2 separate regions of the Mus musculus genome follow, and region 1 is linked to region 2. The links are chromatin contacts, called in public promoter capture Hi-C maps. All regions are on one chromosome and are shown on one strand. Each heading gives the region's core, a stretch centred on a gene start, on an enhancer-like site or on the middle of the called end of the contact. The rest is flanking DNA. Distances are from core to core; before and after follow the strand shown. Region 1 holds the start of Kcnk16 (potassium channel, subfamily K, member 16). Region 2 has its middle 35 kb from the start of Saysd1.

Evidence for each region. Promoter capture Hi-C pulls out the DNA fragments that hold promoters and counts their contacts.
Region 1: a promoter capture Hi-C map of embryonic stem cells shows a contact between it and region 2, with 4 times the contacts expected there. The contact joins the promoter of Kcnk16 here to the enhancer-like site in region 2. A contact is called at or near these places in 10 of 39 promoter capture datasets (the C10 cell line, the HPC-7 cell line, cranial neural crest and 6 more).

What each region holds. Positions count from the first base shown.
Region 1 is chr14:20,267,491-20,270,901 of GRCm38.p6, reverse strand. It overlaps Kcnk16 (potassium channel, subfamily K, member 16), which reads left to right and starts at 1,633. Exons shown (of 5, transcript NM_029006.2): 1 at 1,633-1,952. The coding sequence starts at 1,740.
Region 2 is chr14:20,046,043-20,049,684 of GRCm38.p6, reverse strand. No RefSeq gene overlaps it. Among named protein-coding and RNA genes, the nearest start is that of Saysd1, 35 kb to the left of the region's middle. Within about 2 kb of position 1,359, at least 55 of the 459 cell types and tissues checked have an H3K27ac peak or open chromatin away from gene starts, as enhancers often do. A contact at or near this core is called in embryonic stem cells, where this site is marked.

The sequences.
Region 1 (3,411 bases), core at 384-2,883, 220 kb before region 2:
AAACACACAGGCTAGGGATGTGGCTCAGTTGGTAGGATGCTTGCCTAGCGCTCATCAAGCCCTAGGTTAGACCCCAGCATCCTATAAACCAAGCATGGAGTGCACACATGTAATCCCATCCCCAAGGATGTGGAGAACAAGAGGAGCATTAGCTCAAGGTCAGTCTCCGCTAGATGCCAAGTTTGAGGTCATCCTGAGCTCCATGAGATCTTGTCTCAAAGGAAGATAGGGGGTGGGCTGAAGAGGTGTTTCAGTGTTAAAACTTCAGTACCCACATTTGTTAGCTCATAGCTGCCTGTAATTCTAGCTTCAGGACATTTGGCGCCCTCTTGGACTCTATGGGTACCCACCCACACATGCATGCATCCACACCCACAAACACACACATATATAAAAATAAATATTAAGAAATAAACAGTAAGCCTGAGGAGATGGCTCAGTGGTTAAGAGCACACACTATCTGCTCTTCTAGAAGACTCAGGCTCCATTCCCAGCACCCAACCACCTGCAGCTCAGGTTCCAAGGGATCTGATACCCTCTTCTGGCCTGCACATGCTGCACAGACATACATGCAGGCAAAACACCCATACACACAAAATAAAGCTAAATAAATATTTTTAAATAAATAAAATGGGATAGCTGGTCATGGTGTCACATGACTTTAATCCTGGCACTCAGAAGATAGTGGATCTGTGTGGATTTAAAGCCAGCCTGGTCTACATACCGTGCTCTAGCCCAGCCAGGGCTACATTGAGTCTTTGTCTTAAAACCAAAACAAGACAGGCAGGCAGGCAGGCAGACAGGAAGATAGATGATAGATAGATAGCTAGATAGATAAATCTGGAGAGACGGGTCAGCTGTTGAAGGTTAAGCTAACAACTAAAAAGAAAAAAATAAATCAGTAACTGCACACATGCACAGTATGTTAGGTGAATTATTGTATAATGTCAGTAAAGTAGTCGCATCTACCAAAGATCAATCGAGGCACTATGGGTCCTCCTGTGGAAAAAAAGGAGTCACCAACAGTAATATATGGGTGGAGGCTCATGTCCGGTTCTGTCTTCTCCCCACTTTCATCTCCTGAGCTCAGCATCCTCAGACAACCTGTTCAAGGGTCTCAAACAAGACCAACCATTGGCCAAAGTGATAGCTGGTGGTAACCAGGGCTGTCCATGTATCAGTAGCACCAATTGATAATGCTGCTAAGCAAGGCTGTCATCTGCCTGTTTACTTTGCTTTGATTTGTTTTACTCTGGTTTACTCAGTCCCAGGTTCCCCCAATAGGCAGGTCAATCCTCCCCATTCCCTTCTGTAAGCAAGGGCAACCCACACCCTCGTGAGCCTTCCCTCCCAGCCTCCTGTGTTTGAGCCGAGAGCCTTCCCAAGTGAGGAATCTGAAGTTGTCAAGATCCCTTCAGTCCCAGCAGAGTGGGCTCCTGATCAGATTCTCTCCCAGACACTCAGCCTCACTTGGGAGCAGAAGCTAAGACCAGATGAGCTCAGGAAGAGCTCATAGGTGTCCCTGAGGGGCCCAAGCATTTGCTGCCTTGCTGCTCTGCATGGAAAAACAAGGCTGGGTGGGGGATGGCAGGCCTGTTTGCACACCACACTGTTCAAACAGACTCCCCTGCCGCAGACACCTGTGCGGTGGAGGACAGGGCAGGCAGTGGCAGGGGCTCTCACCTCTTCCAACTCTTTCACAGCCACCCTGACAGCTGCTGCAGAGTCCTGGCCACATCATGCCCCGTGCTGGGGTCTGCGGCTGCTGGGGTGGCCAAGTATTGCCCCTGCTTCTGGCCTATATCTGCTACCTACTGCTTGGGGCCACCATCTTCCAGCTGCTGGAGAAGCAGGCAGAGGCTCAATCCAGGGACCAGTTCCAGCTGGAAAAGCTACGCTTCTTAGAGAACTACACCTGCCTAGACCAGCAGGCCCTGGAGCAGTTTGTACAGGTGAGAGTACAAAAGAATGGGACAGGAAGAGTGGGGAGGCAATGGAGGGGCTAGTGGCAGGAACAGAGCCACTACCCAGAGGTTGGTTCCCCTTTGGAAGCAGAGTGTGGAGGAAGCTTGAGCCTGGAGAGATCTAGTCCGGGGCCCCGATTCTCAGGTCTGTTATGTGACCTTGCCAGTCACTTAACCTAAATGTCCTCATCAGTAAGATGAGAAGAAAAAATATATCTGGGATTGGGAAGTTGGCTCAGCCAAGCATCTGCCAAACAAATATAAGGACCTGAGTTCTAGACCCAGATGTCCCCACACCCCCAGAGGTGGGCGGGCAAGATGGCTCAGCGAGTAAAAGCACTTGGCACGGAGCAGAGCCTGATGGCTGCCGTTCAAGTCCTGAAACTCACATAGGGAAAGGAGAGACAACTCCTGGAAGTTGTCCTCTGATCTTGACATGCACACAATGGTACATGCATTTCCACATGCATATAAACACACCCATATCCACACACACTGTTATGTACTAATTAAAATGTAATTTAAAAAAAAAAAGTCAGGCATGGCGGCTTGTAATCTCAACACTGGAACGGCCTAGACAGGCAGATCCCTTGGGCTCTATGGCCAGCCAGCCTTGCCAAATGGGCAAGCCTCAGGCCAGTAAGAGAGCCAGTCTCAAAAAAAAAAAAAGAAAAAAAAGAAAAAGAAAAAGAAAAGAAAAGAAAAGAAAGAAAGAAAGAAAGAAAGAAAGAAAGAAAGAAAGAAGGAGAAAAGGAAAGGTGGAAAGCTAGACAGACAGCTTAGTAGGAAAGAGTACTTTGTAAGTAGAGGGACCTGGCCCCCATGTACATCTCTGGGTATGGCTGCAAGTGCCTGTGACCCCAGCATTGGGTTGGTGGGTTGGGGAGACAGGTGGATCTTGAGAGCTCACTGGCTAGGCCAGAGCAGCCTAACCAAAAGGGCTAGCTCTATTTCAGTGACCCTGTCTCAAGGCAAAACCCAAACAAGGCCGATGGCTCTGTGGAATGACACCTGTGGTTGAGCCCTGGCCGCCTGCACAAACATATTCGTACACAACTCTGCACATAAGCAAATGGGAATAGACACATGTACATCCACAAAGAAAATGCACCTGCAGTCGACACACATGAACTGTCAGTCTTCAACACTCCAGAGATGTCCCCTCTCACACTCGCCCACTTCTCAGACTGCTGCTCCATAGGCTGGCTCCCAGCCTATCTCCCTGGGTAGAGACACACACAAAGGTTAGAACGAGCTGGGCTGGTAGACAGCGGCCAGGTGGGGTGGATGAAAGCTGCCAGAACTGGACCCCTAGGTGGTCTTACTTCCTGCCTGGGTTCCTCCTGCCTCCCTCTCTTTCAGAAACAAAGCAAAACTAGGTATTTTGGGCAAAGGTGGGGCACTGAGAAGATGGACAGACAGGTGGAACAGGTAGTATTAGCGAACA
Region 2 (3,642 bases), core at 110-2,609:
AACGACGAATGCTGAGCTGCTGATTGCAGCCTTTGCAAACTGCTTGTCCCCTTCTCTGTTTCTGGAAAGGGTCACATCTGCTCCTCTCTCACCAGCATCTACTCAGACCCCAAGTTCTGTTTGCTAAAGATAAAACTGTCATTGTTTATTATTATTGTTGTTGTTTGTTTGTTTGTTTCTCTCATATAACACATCTCGACTACTATCTCCCTCCCTCTACCCTTCCCAGTTTCCCCCAAAACCTCTTCTCTATCCCAGATCGGTGGAATCCAGGATCTTCCGTTTCCCTTCAAAAAAAGAGCAGGGCCCTCAGGGATATCAACATGGCATAACAAGCTGCAATAGGATTAGATGCAAACCCTCACATCAAGGCTGGACAAGGCAGCCCAGAAGGAAGAAAGGGGTCTGAAAAGCAGGCAAAGGAGGCAGAGACAGCCAACACTCCCAACAAAACCTCTGAGTTATACAACCATAACATATACCCAGAGGACTTAGTGCACACCTATGTAGAATCTATGGTTGCTACTACAGTCTCTGTGAGCCCTTATGAGCCCTGCTTAGTTGATCATGTGGGCCATGTTCTCCTGGTGTCCTCAATCCCTCCTTGTCTGCTAGGGTTCCCTGAGCTCTGCCTAATGTTTAGGGATAAAACTGCAGATATCAGCTTCTGTAAAACTTGCTTAGTCTTGAGAAATGTATCCTTTGGGATGGGGATAAAAAAAATCACCCTAATATGGCCACAAAATTATGCCAATGCCTAACCCTATATAAACCATGAAATATTTCTGATCAGCACTGGGTTTCTTTAGGCAATAGCAACTCACTGATTAAAGAATTTTTCCTTTAATTCCTTTAATTCTCATTCAAGAAGGTTGAAGCCTGGCCTCAGTGCCTGTGCCCAGCACCTCAACACATTTGAATAGAGAGCAATTAGAAGGCAGGACAAAGGAAACTCTCCTGGGTCCTCTTGAACAATGACAACAGGGACAAAAGAAGCTGGCTACATTGTATCCTGTCCCTATTTGTTTCTCTTTGTGTCCCACATGCTCCTGGTGGAGAGTGGGGGCTGACAACCCGTGCTGATTCCTCTTGTCCTATAGCAGGCGGCTTGGACCATGCTTGGCTGCAGACCTGGGAGCTCACCTATTTTCCTCTGTTCATGAAGACCATAATATTGTCACATCTGCATGCATACAAGGTGCTGATGGCTTAAATACCTTATCTTCATTCAAACATTTTAGCTACTCTAGGAAATGGTTGTAACTCGTGGCCATTTTACAGATGAAGAAATACAGTGCATGCAGGAGCCAAGCAGCTATCAGGTTTGCACAGCTGGTATACAGTGGAAGCAGCTCCTGTTGCCATAGAAACCTTCCTCAAGGCAGAGAGCCCCTATGAACATAGCCTTCCAGGCTGAGCAGGCCAGAAGCCTGTTTTAGAAGAAGGGCTTTAGTGACAATATGCGTTCACATTTACAATCCACACTTGCCTTAAGCCCCATTGTCTTTCTTAACATTGCTACACTGTCTTAGGTTTTAAATTTAGACTTACACTTGTCTCTGTGCAGATCATCTCCTCTCCTCATTGTAAGCTACTGGAGACAGGGATTACCAGAAATTGGATACTGGGGCTGGGGAGCTGGCCTAGAAGGAAAGGTGTTTGTAGCTGATGATGCAAACTGGACCAGCTGAGCTAAAGCCCTGGAACACACATGAAGGCTCTGGCTCCACAGTTCTCCCCATGCTCATCGTGGCATGTGCACCCACATACATATCATACAGTCACCCATATATCATATCATGTACACACAGTAATACTTAAAAAAAAAGAGTCTGCTATTGTTTAGATGACTCTTAGCATTGCTTGTGTTGTATAGCAGATTCCTCTAATGTCAAAACCTTGGAGAGAAGCTCTTCAGGATGCAAGATGTTAAAATGGAGGTAAAATAACAAGGTGCTCTAAGGGAAGGTGAAATACCTCACCCTGTAGCTTGAGGACTAAACAACACAATAGCCTCAGGAAGTCCCTACAAACGACCAGACTTGCTGGGCTCCTCTTTTCGCAAGCATATATAAGCATGGGACTGCTAAGAGACTCTTAGATGGGCTGAGTCACTTGAAAGAGCCTCACAGACCAACTTAATTACCTAGAAAAACACTCCAACCCATAGAGCTGACTTCAGGCTTGGCAGTGTGCTCCAGGTTTCCAGCTTACATGACCCATGCTGGGATGGGCTTTTGTTGATGCTGCTGTCTTTGAGTCATTTCTGCTTCTAAAAATAACCCATCACTCATATTCTTGTAAGTATCCCCCCCCACAAAAAAAACTCATTGGTTCACCAAATTGGACTTTGATAATCTCCTTACAGCCTGTCATCACTTCTGTATCTGAGGTGAGCGGATGTCTCCCTAGGAATAGTGTCACACAATAGCTAGTAAATATGTTCTCCATTCCTATGTCCCCTTTGCTCCAGGATTCTATACGCATGCTCAGTACTTCAAGCTGATTGCTTGAATGAAAGAGTGATGATACACAGAGTAACTTCATTTCAGAATTTTAGGCACAAACTCTGCATATCATTTTCATCCCTCAGACTCCACTTGGCATGTTTTATGTTGCAAAATAAATATATAAATTAAAAAAAATAATGGCAGGAGGGCTCATTATGAAACTTCCAGATGAATTATGGAAGCTTAATAGCTATTCTGCCCCAACTTAATTATCTGACTTAATGCATTAATGAGTGAATTAAATCCAGTCCCTGCCCATTTTTAAGAAAGAGCAATGATGAAGAAACGCAACAGGAAAAGAAACCTCGGCAGCCACAGACTGTGACAGTCAGACCAAGACTGAGTTGCTCTGTAAGCTTTCTCTACACTCACAGTTGCTTCATGGACTGGACTTGGCCACTCAGGGCAGGAGCTGCTGGCTCTGCTGTCCAGGCTGCTGCTGTAGGTCCTTGCCACTTTGGGCTGACTGTTCTATGTGTCAAGACCGGAAGTGCCAGAATCCAGAAGCTTGCAGACAGAGTTGGCGCTCCCATTCTGGTTTGCATGGAAATACCATCGTATGAAAAAGGTACCGTCAGTCCCAGGAGGCCCAGGCTTGAGCAGGTGAACCTGAAGTGGAACTGCTAAATCAGGAAGGCTGACCCCCAGGTGATTATAAGTGTTGCATTAGGCAGTAGATGTGGAGTTTGGGCTTGCTGGAAATAGAGGAACAATCTCAAAGCCAAAAAGCACTTACACATCTTTCCCTGAAACATTCCTACTGTGATGGGTCAAGTCCAGGTGTCTTAGTAGAGAGGGCTCCTTATGTACCATCTCCTGATGCCCTGCTTTGGAGTCTAAACCCTAGATTTCACTTGATTCCTTTGTGTTGCACACCAACTAAGAACCTGACTCACCAAATGCAATGGATGATATTCATGAAGCACTTAACAAGAGCTTGTCATTGTCCCAGGACTTTTCATTAGCCCATTCAACTCTTAAAACCTTCGGTTGCCAAATAGGGTGCGGTGGCTTGTTCACACTTCCAGAGTGTGTCAGTGGCAGACCTGAGTCAGACTTAGATGAGTGTCCGTGTGAGGAGAAAGTAGAATGGAGAACTGACTGAGGGAGGAAAGCCACCCCAGTATGAGAT